Linked DNA regions of Mus musculus: region 1 is linked to region 2. Evidence: chromatin contacts called from public HiChIP or PLAC-seq data. All regions are on one chromosome and are shown on one strand. Each heading gives the region's core, a stretch centred on a gene start, on an enhancer-like site or on the middle of the called end of the contact. The rest is flanking DNA. Distances are from core to core; before and after follow the strand shown.

Region 1 (7,727 bases), core at 5,180-7,679, 170 kb after region 2:
GTCAGTACTTAAAAACCAGGAGATAGCTCAAAACCACACATTTCCGGTTCTCCCAAGACTGAGACTCTTGTAACCCAGACCTCACTCCTGTGTGTACCTTCATGTGGAGCTGGGTGGGAGCTGCCTGCCCTGGGTCCCTGCCCTTTTCCCTGCTGGACACATCACCGAGTCCCCTTGTCCACATGGACCGTTGACATTTTTCAGCTTGACTCACAGAGATGATTCTCAGCTGTTTGCTGTGACCTGTACTTTGACTCTTGCCCCATTCCTTCATTGATTGGTTCCTCAATTCCTTCATCTGGCACGGATGGAGCACCTGCTCTGCCATGTGCTGTGTGTAGCTCTGGGGATTGGGACCTGCCATGAAGGCTGCACTGTCCCGTGTCCCGTGTGTCAGGCTGAGGAGACTAGAGGATTGGAGTCAGGGTGTTAGTGGTGACTGTAAACTCCTACTGCAACAAATGGAGATTTCAAGGATCGTGCTGAGGGGCAGGGAGTTTCCTTGGGGGAGTGGCTTTCAGGGTCTCTGCGCTGGTGGAGGGAATCCCTGTAGCTCCACTCAGCCCTACCCCTGCCTGCCCCACTCCACTCTGCTTCATTCCTTCAGTCACCAACCACCTTGTTCCTGGGACAGTGGGGCCTCCAGGAATTGAAAGGTCCTGTGGTGTTCTAATCCCTTTCCTCCCTCTCTGACCCAGCTTATAAACTTCATCACGTACCAAACTATCTGGCCAGTGCTGTCACCCAGGGGCTGCAGGGAGGTTTGCTGGGACTAGTGGGATGGCCACTAGCTCCCTCAACACACCCACTGACAGAATAAACATGGGTCTCAAAGTCCATGTGCTGTGCTTTTCAAATGCTCACAGGTAGGCTTGTTACAGACAGAAAGGGAATTTACAGTGGAACTTGTTACTATGTATCTTCTCAGAGCAGATACTGAAAGTCGGGCCTGTGCACTTTCTTAATGGGCAGTCACTGGGTACTGACCTTTCTTAACCAATCAGCTTCTACTTCCCTTTCCCATAAGTTAGGAGTCTCTGTGGTTTCAGTGCTTTGGGGTTATTGACACAAATTCTGAAGCTCCATGCTTCTTCACTGGCCTGCCTAGTCAACGTTTCCTGTGTACCTCACTGGCAGACACCCTGTCATGTCCCATGTTCTAGGAGCCCTCTGGAACATGGGCTTCCCAAGGCAGTAGGCCAGCAGTAACAGCAAAACAGGGCTGTCTGTAGACACCCCTCTTTCACTTCAGCTTTGTCACAGCTGGAGGTGAGGGTAGCGATCGATCCATGTTGCACCTGTGGCTAGCAGAGGCCTGGGGTTTGGTTACTGCTCAAGATCACAGTCTTAGGGAAGTAAAATGGGGAACTGACCCCTTTCTATCTGTAAGTGACACTGTAGTATTTCAGTGTCAGGAGGGACATGGCAGTGTCTGCCCCAACGTTAGTTTATGTTTCTACATTTCTTTTCTCATCTTAGGGAAAAGAAATGGCCTCAAACCAACACATTAGTTAATGTAGACTCAACCAGACTCTGGGGCTGCTTATGATTTTTGTAATATTGACCACATTTACAGCACTATAGGGAGGTAAGAGAGAATATGTGTTAAAATCAGCCACAGCAGACCCCCGTGTCTCCTGACCTCCTGTGCAGCTGTTGGCAGGCAGTTTGAATGGGATTCCTTGTAGCCAGGAGACGATAGCTTGGAAAGATGACTCACGTATGAGCTTGCAGAAAAGTCATTTCCCAAATTAGCCCAGATTGCAGCTTGCTCTTAGTGCAGGCTGGGTCTTACCTCAGTCCAGCCAATGTGTTGCCTGTTGCCATAGTAAGATGACACAGTGGAAAGAGGAGAGGCCTGGCCACAGTGCGTGCCACACCCACGTGACCCCCACCCCTGCCTTGTTGCTGGGACAGGTGTTCCACTGACAGTCAGTCACCCACTACACCCCAAGGGCTGTATTATGGGTAAACACACCCCAGCCTGTGAATTGGAAAAGAGCTGTCATCTACTGGGCCTGTCATTTGCTTGGTCATTTGAGATCATCTGAAACTGTGTCCTTGGGTGATTCTTTCCTTCTCAGGGCTCTCATCCATTAGCTCCTAGAAGGGCTGGGACTCTGAAATGAGTGTTTCCTGACTGCTGTCTAAGACAGCAGGTCCTCTTCATCCCTAAGAGAACAGTTGCAGGTGACTGGGAATGTAGCTCACATCTGTGTAGCCTGCACAAGGTTTTGATCTCAGCACTGGAGTAACACTAGTTGGGGAGGCTGCCTTGAATTCAACTCCTCTTGTCCTTGAGGCTCCTCAGAGGTCCGTCTACCAACAGTGCCCACCACTTCCCAGACGGCCTCACAAGCTTCCTCCACCAAAGTTGGCCTCATGATGCCTAGTGCTCTCCCTTCCCGAGCAGATAGTAAATTCCTGGGAAAGACATCACACAATATTTGAGTGAGCAGTGGTACTTACTGTTTAACTCTTTCAGAATCCAGAGCCCAGGTTCCTGGCAAGTTAGCAATCAACAAAGTCTTAACTAGATCCTTAGCTCCTGGGAGGGATATGCATGTCCACCACTGGCTGGCTACTAGCCAGCTTAGCGCACAGTAGGTACTCAGTCCAGCCAGCTTAGCGCACAGTAGGTACCCAGTCCATACTTACTCTAAGGAAGAGTGATGACCTGGGCATGGCAAGGCAGTGCAAGCACCTGCACAAGGCCATGAGTTCATCCCCGCACTGCTGATCCAAGGGAAAGGCAAAAAGAAAAAGAGGTAAACTTAGTGTCATCACCAGAGCCTTCTACATGCCAGGCAAATGCCAAACCACTGAGCCACACCCCAGCCCTGACTGACTTTACATGTAGCGTCCCCTGGGTTTAGATGGCTACCTAGGTTGCTTCTTGGCAAGTTGGTAGGACGTCTCTGAAGAGGGGTGTCCAGTGGATGGAGCTCCGCGCTAACTGTGTATGTTGGGCAGGGTTTGTGCATTTGGAAGTTGATGATAGCGCTGCAGTCAGATTCCCAAGCTGCTGGGGAGGCAGAGGATAGAGGGACTACCAAGGGACATCCTGCCTCAAAGAGCCCTAAAAGCAAAGACAAAACACCCCACAAATTCCGGAGTCTCATGTGGTGGTGTGCCTTTATCCTGGTTTTGGGGAGTCTTGGGTAGGAGGATCTGTTGTGCCTAGGAGTTTGAGACTGATCTGGGCAGTGCAGTGAGACTTCATCTCAGAAGAAGCCAAGGGAAACAAAGAAGCGTGTCATACACAGACTCTAGGCTTGGGGCTGCGGAGGGGGCTCCATAGTCAAGAGCTCTAGTTGCTTTTGCAGAGGTCCCAGGTTCAGTTCCTAGCACTCACATGATGGCTTATATCTGGAACTCCAGTTGCAGAGGATCTGACACCCTTCTGGTCTTGGGCACAATATGCACATGATGCACAGACAAAACACCCATATCCATAGATAAAAAATAAGTAAGTCTTTTAAAAAACAAAAATAAGCCGGGTAGTGGTGGCGCACACCTTTAATCCCAGCACTTGGGAGGCAGAGGCAGGTGGATTTCTGAGTTCGAGGACAGCCTGGTCTACAAAGTGAGTTTCAGGACAGCCAGAGGTACACAGAGAAACCCTGTATCGAAAAACCAAACCAAACCAAACCAAACCAAACAAAACAAAGAACAAAAATAAGACCCTAAGTTCAAGCCTCCCATTGCAGGAGAAAGAACATGTTGTCAGAGTGTTAGGCCAGGGTAAGGCAGGGACCCATGTAGCCTGGCAGCATGCACTCCGAGCCCCTGTTTTAGTTACTGCTTGCTCTGCACAGGAGCGAAGAATTCCGGGTAGTGATCACCCCTCATAGAGCAATGACTGTGCTGGCCTTTACCAGCAGTGGGGCCACCAACCTGTGCAGGTTGCTACCCATAACAAGTCCCTAGTAGGTGCCCTGCTGGCTGCTTGCTAAGCCTTTTCAGTTGTCCTTAGAACATTCTTTGGGAGCCTTTCTCAGCTGTATTTATGGGTGGCTGGAGGTACCTGCTGTCCTGAGGGGCCGGAGAAGGTGGACTCTATCTCCCTTTTGTTTCTGACATGGGGCCTGAGTGTCTTACACGAGACGTAGTGGGAGGCTGGCCTGGTGGCCTAGACATCCTGGGTCTGTGGTGGTAATTCCTCCTTCAGCCTTTTCCCTATTGTCCGATACACAATGCAGAGTCCTCTATGCTCCCTACCGAACACATTTCTGCCCCTCTAGCTAGCCCACTGCATCCATTGGCCCTAAATGACTCTCTGCTCGCCCCTGCCTGCTGGAACCACAGTCATTTCACTACCAATTAAGTTTTGGGTCAGAGCTCCACCCTACTTTGAAAGCATGGAAATGGAGTCTGCTGGCTCAGAACAAGAGTCCATTTCAGTACTTAACTTTGTAGTTTCAAAAATATTTTGTGTGTCTGTGTGTGTACCTGAACTCACGTATGTGCACTGCATGTATGCATGAGCCCATAGAAGTTAGAAGAGGGTGTCAGATACCCTGGAACTGGTTGTGAGCTGCCATGTGGGTGCTGGGAACTGAAACCAGGTTCTCTGTAAGAGCAGTAAGTGCTCTTAACCACTGAACCATCTCTCCAGCCCCCACTTTATAACTTTTAGAAATGCTTGCCATTGTTGTAGTCTGGCAGGTATGGCTTCCAGGCACACAGCAAGATGGCTCAGCAGGTAAAAGGTCCTTGTCTCCAAGTCTGACATCATGAGTTCAGTCCCTCCCAGTGGTGGAAGGAGAGACTCGCTCCTACAAGTTGTACACCTCCACATGTGTGCCATGTGTCCTCTGAAACACAAATAAATGTAATAAGGATTAAAGTGAGGCAGAGCAGGAGGGCGATGTTCAGGGTTCTGGGAGGTGCGTGTGGAGGGAAAAGGCAGAACAGCTGAGGTACCGTGCACTTCACTGACCTGAAACAAACAAAGGAGATTCCTGATTAGAATCAATGGCAGTATTTATTTGCTAGTTATAGATAGTCCCATGTGGCTGTCCTCCGTCAAGTGGCTGGCTATGAACAGATAAATGGATGATTGTGTGGGGCCTTGGAATTGATGTCTCTCAGCCCTTCCTTTCAGTAAGTAAAAATAATAGTAGCAGCTAACAGTCATTAGGCATTCACCACGTGCCAGTACCAGGCTCTGCCGAAAGCATTCCACACATGTGACTTCATCCCCAGAGTGGAGGAAAGGTACTGTACTGTTCTGTGGAGTACTCCAAGCTACAGGCTGTTCTTGGAGATCTGGAGCAGTTAAAATGCACACTCATACAGAGAGTGGGGCAGAGGTAAAAGCCCACAGGCGTGCACACTACTTCCCCAGGTCTCACTGGTTCTGAGGGTACCCGTCTCTTAGCTCTGTGATGTGGGCAAAGCTTGACTTATATGTTTCCAGGCACCCCTCTGCCCGAGAGGTGGCTGCTCCAGGATTGTGGATGAAGGGCAACAGACAGCTTGAGAAGAAACTGTCCTGTACAGGGAGGGCCTGGAGCCTGGGAGAAGTTACTCCCCACCCCCACCCCCAGCTGCACCCCCTCTCTTTCTCCCTTCCTGTTTCCTTTTTGAGATAGGGGTTTGCTGTGTATCCTACACTGGCCTTGAACCCACTGTGTAACACAGGCTGACCTCAAACTTACAGCAGTCCTCCTGCCTCAGGCTTTATAGAGTACTGGAGTCACTGGTGCTTACTCCTGTGCCCTGTTGAGATGGGGACCACGTAGCCTACGCTAGTCTTGAATTCACTATACAACTGAGACTAACCAAAAACACACCTGGCCATTCTGCCTTCTGTTCCCAGTTATTGGGCGTGCTGATGGTGTTGCAGTGAGGCTGACAGCCAGCAAGCCCCAGGGATCTTCCCTCTCTACTCCCTCAACCCCACGGGGTCCTAGGTTTGCACCTGGGCCACATCTGGCCTTCTCTATGGGTGCCAGAGACCCAAGCTCAGGTCCTCATGCTTGAGCAGCAGATGTTCTTACTCAACTCCTCAGCCCACAGATGTATGCGGAGGCCTCTGTAGCTTCCCAAGTGTTGCACAGATACAAGCCTCTTTTGTTACTTTAGGTTTTGTTGACTCTGTCTTACCTAAGGTGTTGGGGCTACACAACATTGTTCCAGGTAAGGGAGGTGGTGACTAGTGTTCACTTTCTCATTTGTGCCAGACACTGTACTGCAGACAGACAGGCGCTTGCTTGATTCTCTTCTTACTAAAGAGTAAGCAGGCTTTGGGACCAGTTGACAGCTGTGGAAAAGGAGGTAGTGTTAGGGGAGGTACCTGACCTGTAGGCACACACTGCAGGGAACCTGCTTTTCCCTTCCCTGCCCCCTTGTATCTAGACCCTGGGTTCAGGACTGGTCTGCTGAGTCACAGGGGTGGCTCAGAGGCACCACTATGACCTTGGCTTGGAAACTGCTCAGCTTGGGACTCCCCTGGGGCTTTCCTGCATCTCCACAGGACTAACACCACACATCTGCCTACAGACTTGCAAATCAGCCTCTGGGTCCTCAGCTCGGAAGGGCTGGGAACCCTGCAGAAAAGCAGCTTGGGAGTGGAGTGGCCCTGGGGGTGTCACCGAGTACCTAGCAGCCTGCCCTCCAGAAGTCCAGGGATCCATTAGCCAGTGCCTGTGTGCAGGAAGCTGAGCCGTTCCTATATATCCCTCTCTGGTAGAGGTGGAGAGAGCCTGAGCAGGGGCTACAAGAAGATCCATTCTCCTTGGGACCCCAGGACTGCCTCAGTGCAGTGAAGTCAGTGCTCTGTGAGCTGTGAGATTTCTTCATTTCCGTGGGTCTGCCATATAGTGTGAAGGAAATCGTCTATAAGCTTTCTGATACTTCAGGGTTCTTGCTAAGTCTGAACACTTGAGAAGTGCAGAGTGGACATGAGGCTCATTCTTATTTAAGGCCCTTCTGCCCTAAGATATCATGTATTTAAAAATGTTGATATTTCGTACTTCAATCCTCAGAGGAAAGGGAGGTCCCTGGCTCTTGTGATGCTTTGGAGTCTCTGTGCTGGAGATGAAGCCCTGGACCTCACAGAAGTTGAACACTCTACCACTGGGCCACACCCAGCCCCTCTTCCCCTGCTTCTTTTGGGAGACCGACTCCCAAGGTTAAAAATTGGTTAGGGATGGTTATAGTTAGGCCGCAGGCCAAGAGGAGCGGGCTCTCGTTGTGTTCAGTCACACATCTGGCCATGCTGTTGATCATTCAGATCTCTGTAACAGGTAATTTACAAATGACTCTAGTGCCCTGTCAGGGGAATCCGTGCCCTGTATTTTCCTCCCAAGGTTACCTGTCCCAGCTACACAGACTCAGGAATCCCGTGTCCTGCTCTGTTCTACGTCTTCCTGGGCCAGCACATGCCTCAGGCACAAAGCACTGAACTGTCTCCAGGAGATGAAGCTGTTCAGCCCTGACGCTCATCATTGGGTCTTGGAGCTGCAGGACCTTTCTCCTCATTAGCATTCCCTCAGTTGTCTGAGCTTCTGCCTGGACTTGTCCAGAAGCTTAAACACACTAGTTCTCTGAGGTCATCCCAGAACCAAAGGCCGGGATCAAAAGCATGCTGTTCTGCATGGTCTGGCCTTGTCTCTCTTCGTTACCCTAAACAGGCTTGTAGGAGCTGTTGTGTTTGAAGCATAGGAGCTGGGGTAGGAACCTGCACTGTACAGTAGCCAAAGTCCTCAGGTCCCAGCTTA
Region 2 (6,951 bases), core at 2,905-5,404:
TCTGTGTTGTTCAGAGCCACCGCCCAAGCCGTTTTCCTCCCTCTTCTCTGAAGGGTCTCCATGTGCCAACCTGAGCTTGCCATCCCCAGCCAGCCATCTCGCTGGCATGTAGTGGGGTGAAACCTGGACTGCTGGGCAAAGCCTCCTTCCAGCTGAAGGGCTAATGACGTTAGCAAGAGTTTAGTCTCCTTGCTGTGGTTTTCACTTAGATGGAACTTTCCAGGGCACAGTCTCAGTCCTCTAGCCTTGCAGGCGTAGCTCTAAGTGATTGGCCAACTGTGACTGTGAGCCTCCACATCCTTTCCTAGCAACCTGTTCACTCTTACAGCCTTACCTAAGTGTGTCCTGCTGTCTCCTTTACAGACCATAACAAGTCATTGAGCTGTCCCCACTCGGGGCCTCCTGTTTCCATGTTTGAGGTACCTGTGTCCCCTGTTATGTGTTCTCCTTGGTGTGAGCTGCCTCTCTTGCCCAGTTGGGAAGGGAAGCTTTGCATACCTTGTCCCCAAAGTGGGTTCTCCTAATGTCTCATCGATAGGCACATCACTACCCTTGCAATTCATCACGGGAGACTCCTCTCACATGCAGTTGTCCATGCGAACACAATTCCAAGGACCTGAGAGAGAGCCTGGCTCCAGGGCTATCAACTGGAGGATCCCATGTGACTCCATGCAAGTGTGTTTGCAAGTGAACACACACACACACACACACACACACACACCCTGCGCTTTGCCACATGTGTCTGTGGTGCTGCTGGGCGATGGATAACCTCAGTGGAACAGGGCAGGGCTTCTGCTTATGGATGTGGGCATCTGAGACTTCAGAGGGGAAGGACCTGGTGCTTATTCTGCTCTTGGCTTCCATTTCCAAAGCTGTGACCATTTAAGTAAATAATTGTTCTCTCCCTCCTATCCTCAGAGCCTCCAGGAAAGGACACGTTAGCTGTGGGTTCTGATTACTGAGCACCCTACGTGGCTGCTTTAAGGCAGTCCACACAGTTCCAGTGAGAGCTGGCCTGTGAGCTCTGGTGGGCAGACACCCCCTGTAAATTCCTGGACTGAAAAACTGCTTCCTGAGGTCCTTGGTAGACACTCATCCTCAGCCCTCAGGTGCAGTTGCTGGTGTCCTCCAGCTGTGGTCCTTCAAAGGTTTCTCTCTAGCCACGGGTCCTGCAGAAGTTTCAAGTGATAGGCCCGAGATCACCGAAGGCACTGTGCTCTGTACTAGAGCTGTCCTGGGGATAATCCTGCTGTTAGAAACACTAACAGATTTTACTAAAGCCCATTAAGTCTGATAACTTCACTCCCAAAGGTCAGGAATGGGGGGTTCCGGTTAAATGAATTCTCTACAGTAATTACCATTCAGAGATGGACGGGTCTTGAAAGGTGTGTAATTGCATGCAGTAACCTCTTAAGAAGTACATGTTGAATTGGCCAAAGCTAGAGTGAACCATAGAGATCATCTCGTCCAAACAATAGGAGACTGGCACGAGGAGGAGCCAGTGACTTGCCTAATGTAACAGTGGGTGTGGAGAGCCAGGATGGGCTTTTCTCAGTGAATGTCCTGCCCTGTGTGTTCAGGCCAAGATGAACTGGAAGAGAGTATGGGGAGTAGAGGATATAGCTGCTTGGGGTCCAGGGTTAGGTCCTCTCTGGGTGCACATATATGTGCAGCATTCTAGACTTCAGGTGTGCTGTTTCAAGGTCTTCATCCGGAACCACCCTCTGGACAAGACTGTTCTTAAGCACTGCTCTCCTCCTGTGGGCTGAGTCCCAGGAGCTGTCTCATTCTACCCAACTTCATGCCCTGTGTGCCACCTTCCTGCTTTGTTCATGTAAAGGGACTTTTGCTGTGCTTTTCTGGGAGTGCAGAACTAAGTGTGTCAGAACCCTTGCCTGTATTCAGATGTGCTTGACACTCTTTGTAGTCCCTGGGCAGATAGGCCAAACTGGATTTGTCCTGCAGAAACTGCTGTGGGCGGTGCCTGCTTGGGAGTCTAGGAGTCTTTGCAAACCGAGCATGGCTGGGGGGGGGGGGGTGTTACTGATTGCAGCCTGGCCTGGGCTTTTTCTCTGGAAGGATTTGGGGGTGTTGCTGGTGGGTTGTTTTGTTTCTCTTTAAATAGCAAATTCACTTTTAAGCCACTGCCCTTGGAAGTTGCAGGAACAGCCTGTGGGCAAATGAGAAAGCAGATTTGTCTGTGGAGGGCTGCTGGAGTGACTCCCTCTAGCAGCCTGAGCCCCTGCTCACAACCCTGCTTTTTTGTCCTCCCTGTTCAGCAGCTCTGCTGGTTAGGTGGGCTGGCTCCTTTAGTGAGCTTTTTAAAAGGCACCCCACTCTGGACATAAGATCACTACTTCTCCTGTCTGTCACATAACTTACATCTTTTGAAGCGGTCCCTTTCATCTTAGCTGTCAATTTTATTGACATGAAATATTTAACAATATCCTCTTAATTCTACTTTTGACGACTCTGGAATCTGAACATTGTCCCCAATTTGTCCCTGTTCCTGGTAAATTCCAAGTCTCTGCTTCCTTCCTGAGTAAATCTTACTAGTGTTGTCATTGTCATGACTGCTCTCTTCTGCATGTCACAGGTTTGCTAATACTCTGATCATGTGTATTGTAATACTCTCCTGCTTCTCTGGAATTAACCTGCTTTCCATTGTATGACTCTTAAATGAAAGCTTAGGTAGTCAGTGCTTGTAGAAGTATTGGAAAGCTAGAAATGTTCCCCTAAGCATGGCATTACCTGCATGCCACACATTTCAATGGATTTAATTATCATTTAGTTCAAGATTATTTTCTAATTTTCTTTTTGATTTCTTCTTTGGCTTCTGTGATTTCCAGAGTCTACAGTTTAATTTTCAGATACCTTGGGAAGGAATTCTGATGTATTCTTGCCAATGGTTTGTAGCGTCATTTTTGGTCGGAGAATGGATTCTGCGTGAATTTGAAACTTGAGTTAAGCCCCCCCTGCTTCTGTTGTAACTTATGTGTATGCCGCAGGCCACACAGCTGAGGGGCTCTCCTGTCTGTGTCCTTCCTGTCACTCAGAGAGGGCTGTGGCCTGTTCCTGGAAGCCTTTTCACTTAGGGCCGTCTTATCTCCTGGACCACAGCTTCCTAAAACTATCGCCACTTTTAAGCTTTCTGACTCCTTTTCACCAGAGAAATCTTTTCATGACCCTCAGCAGAAGATATATAAAATAAGCATGCTCTTCAGACTTTTGCTGATAAAATGCCATGTTTACCTTAAAACAATTCTTTGCTGTGCGTATAATTTTATTATTTACTAAAGATGAAAGCAGATTTACATGCCAGCTCAATGGGTGTCTTTGCTTATTTTACATAAACAGTTCCTTCTTGGCCGAGGATGAGACGCTGCAGTGGTGCAGCATATAGACATCTTTATTGTCACCAGTGCTGAGAGTGCCTCTCCTCGGAAATGCATCACACAAAATGGCAGAAGACTCTTTAGGACCATTTCAGAATTGTTAGGAGGAGTCTCATCATAATCTCACACCAACATTCATGCTATGCTCTTCTTTCTTTAAGAAGTCAAGCCAGCAACTCAAAGAGCAGTTTTTGTTCTGACGCAGCAGTCTGTGTACAACTAACTACTCTGGTGCAGGCTAAGCAGTGACAGCAGGAACACAGTGTCTTCGCTTCCATAAGAAAACAGGAGCGGAACTCGTTGTGTGTGCAGTGTGAGCGATGCATATATGTGAGCCATATATACAGAGGCTTCATTCTGACCCACAGTATTTTAGGCACTTTGTTGCTTTTGTGTGGTACAAGGGAACATGTAGTGTGAAGTGCCCTGTTGTGTGTTCAGACCCAAGGCTACAGTGAAGTCATGTGATGTACTATGGGCAAATGCTGCCAAAGCACCTCAGATTCATGATACATTTGATCTTGAATTTACGTTTGGTTGTTTTAGAAACCTCACAGTTTAAGAAGTTAGATTTGGCCGGGCGGTGGTGGCACACAACTTTAATCCCAGCACTTGGGAGGCAGAGGCAGGCAGATTCTGAGTTTGAGATCAACCTGGTCTACAGAGTGAGTTCCAGGACAACAAGAGCTATACAGAGAAACCCCGTCCCCGGGGGTGGGGGTGGGGGTAGGAGGGTGGAGGGGAGGAAGTTAGGTTTGGGGCTGGAGGGATGACTCAGCTGTTCTGAACAGTAGAGTTCATTTCCCAGTACTCATGTTGGCCAGCTCATAGCCACCTGTAACTCCAGCTCCAGGAAGCCAGTGTATCTGCCCTCTGAGGCTGGCTACACTCAGGTGCAGGGACTCACACACACACACACCTACACATACACATACATAAAAATAACAGATAAATCATAAAAAATAATCTGGGTTCCAAGTTACTTCACTCTTCCATTTTTCTTTCTCTCTTTTCTAGAAAAAGAAAATTTTAAACCCCCATTGCTTGTAAGCGATGGTCTCCCCTTTTTGTTTAGAGTGAAAATGTAGGGACCAATAGGTGGGGCTTAAGGGGTATGGGACATGGTTAGTGGGTGGTCAAGTGAGTGACCTTAATTCTCTTCTGACATACAGTAAGCGTTCATGCGGGATCTAACAGACTGCCACAGATTTCTAAGCTTGGTGAGCCACAAGTTTGGGCGAGGCCACCATCCCCCTGCAGTAGATTATTTTAACCACTGTTCTATTGCTGTGAAGAGACACCATGTCTACAGCAACGCTTACAAAAGAAAGCATTTCATTGGGGCTGGCTTACAGTTTCAGAAGTTCAGTCTATTGTCATCATGGTGGGGAGCTTGCAACATGCAGGCAAACATGGTGCTGGAGAAGGAGGATCCACAGGCCACAGGAAGAGAGAGTGACAGTGGACCTGAAACCTCAAAGCACACTCCCCGGTGACACACTTCCTTCAACAAGGCCATGCCAGCTTCTCCTAACCCCTCAAGTATAGCTACTACCTGATTTCTAAACACACAAATATCTGAGCCTTTCAGGGCTGTGGTGGTTTGAATAAGAATGGCCTTCATAAACTCATTTGAATGTTTAAGGTGTGGCATTAGGAGGTGTGGTCTTGTTTGAAGAAAATGTGTCATCCCATTGGGATGGGCTTTGGGATTTCAAATGCCTAAACCAGGTTCAGTCTCTCTCCTCCTCCCTCTTTCTCTTTCCCCCCTCCTTTTCTCCCTCCCCCCCCTCCCTATTTCTCTCTGCCTGTGGTTCCAGGTGTAGAACTCTCAGCGCCTGCTCCAATACCATGTCTGCCTGTGTGCCAGCATGCTACTCACTATGATGAGGTTGAAACCTCTGGACTGTAAGCCATCCCCAATTAAATGTTTTCCTTTAAAAGAGTTGCCACGGTCATGGTGTCTCTCCACAGTAATTTGAAAAAAATACAACAAAACTCTACAATAGAGGCTAGTCACATTCAGACTACCACAAGGATGCACTGTCAGTCTGTTTCAGGCACTGGGGTCCACCATTTCCCTGTGTCAGATAGAATCCTAGGTTTGGTCTATAGCCATACCGCCCTGAACACACCCTATCTCATCTGATCTTAGAAACTAAGCAAGGTCTGTCCTGGTTAGTCATATGGGAGAATCCTAGGTATGGTTCCACCGAGAGCAGTGTTCTGGCAGTTTTTAACTACTCAGAACATGGCAGAATGGCTGTGTATGCCAAGTGCCAGGGCTACTTTCCTTCCTCTCCCTGAGCACTTGGCATGCTCACGCCACATTCTCAGACACACTGTCCAGCTGCCCAGTAATCAGTTATCACAGCCCTTGCTTCCTGGCCTTGCTGAGCTAAACACTCCAGCCTCTTCTGGATGCCTGTCCATTTCTCCTCCTTCAATACCTCCAAATGGAGGTATGGGAACACCTTTTGTAAGGTACTGAAGGGAAAAATCATCTAGAACAAAGGAAAAAAAAACAATAATTCACAAATAAGCAAACCTATTTTGCAGCTAAGCTGTTGTTGAATTATCTGCTTTAAAAACTTATTAAAACTTTTCAAACTAAGCCTGTGTAGCTGTATGGCTGAGCAAAATGGTATGTATAAAGTTGCTGGGTTTTATTTGCTGGTTATGTTTTTCTGTCTATGTAGACATAAATGTCAGCTCATGTGCCACCATGTGGATATGTTTATCACATTTTGGGGCACGTGTGAATTTGACAGTGAACTTAGAGGGAAGCTGTTTAGCACTTGGCAGTGGTCTGAGAGAGAAGTTGAATATCTCCACCTAAAGCTTGGAGGTATCAGAACACATAAGAAAGGATGGGGTTGGGGGTGGGGCTCAGTGGTAGGTCAGTGCTTAGCCTATACAGCCCTAAGTTCCATCCCTAGCATGCTGAAGGATGTCCAGGGAGAGTAAAGGTGAAGACAGACCAGACCTGGGGGCCTGCTTCTCACCTGCTGCTTCTGTTTGAATGAAGTGGATTTCTAAACAAAGCCACATCCGCAGCTAAATAGTCTAGGGAAATTCTGCTAATGGAATATTGCTTAATTAAGGGACAGAATACATAAAGTTTCACTTCGTTATTAGTAAAGAACATGCACATTGCTGTTACCTTCAGTTAACTTCAGTATCTAGGTCACCTCATTTCATACCCTAGCATATGGAATTTTGGTGTTGCTTTGGTGTTCTGTGTTTGACGTGGGAAGAACTTTTCACTGTCTGGAAGGAGACTGAGTGGCTAAGGAAGTTTTGTGCAGCAGGTGCCTGTTGACCCCAGGGCCTGAGCAGCACCTTGTGCTCTGTTCAATGGGCAGAGGCTTTGCTGACCTTCCTCCTGTGTGAGGGGAGAATGCTAAAAGCCAGGGCAATCGCCAGAACACTGCGGAGAAGGCTTCTGGCAGTTTGAATGGCCTGCCCAGTGTAGCTAGTTGCTGGTGATTTCACAGGTAGGTAGGATATATCTGACTGCTCTTCCCCTCCCACACCCACACGTCCTCTCCGGGCT

The links. HiChIP or PLAC-seq counts read pairs in DNA pulled down with a chosen protein or histone mark.
Region 1: a contact with region 2 is called in an H3K27ac HiChIP or PLAC-seq map of embryonic stem cells, with 6 read pairs. The contact joins two enhancer-like sites. A contact is called at or near these places in 2 of 115 datasets of contacts at active chromatin or transcription factors (bone marrow-derived macrophages and embryonic stem cells) and 1 of 9 other capture datasets (pancreatic islet).

Annotation. Positions count from the first base shown.
Region 1 is chr2:29,623,137-29,630,863 of GRCm38.p6, forward strand. All of the region lies in intron 1 of Rapgef1 (Rap guanine nucleotide exchange factor (GEF) 1), which reads left to right. Among named protein-coding and RNA genes, the nearest start is that of Rapgef1, 7.3 kb to the left of the region's middle. Within about 2 kb of position 6,430, at least 139 of the 459 cell types and tissues checked have an H3K27ac peak or open chromatin away from gene starts, as enhancers often do. A contact at or near this core is called in embryonic stem cells, where this site is marked.
Region 2 is chr2:29,453,692-29,460,642 of GRCm38.p6, forward strand. The region is part of intron 3 of Med27 (mediator complex subunit 27); the gene reads left to right. Among named protein-coding and RNA genes, the nearest start is that of Mir133c, 18 kb to the right of the region's middle. Within about 2 kb of position 4,155, at least 42 of the 459 cell types and tissues checked have an H3K27ac peak or open chromatin away from gene starts, as enhancers often do. A contact at or near this core is called in embryonic stem cells, where this site is marked.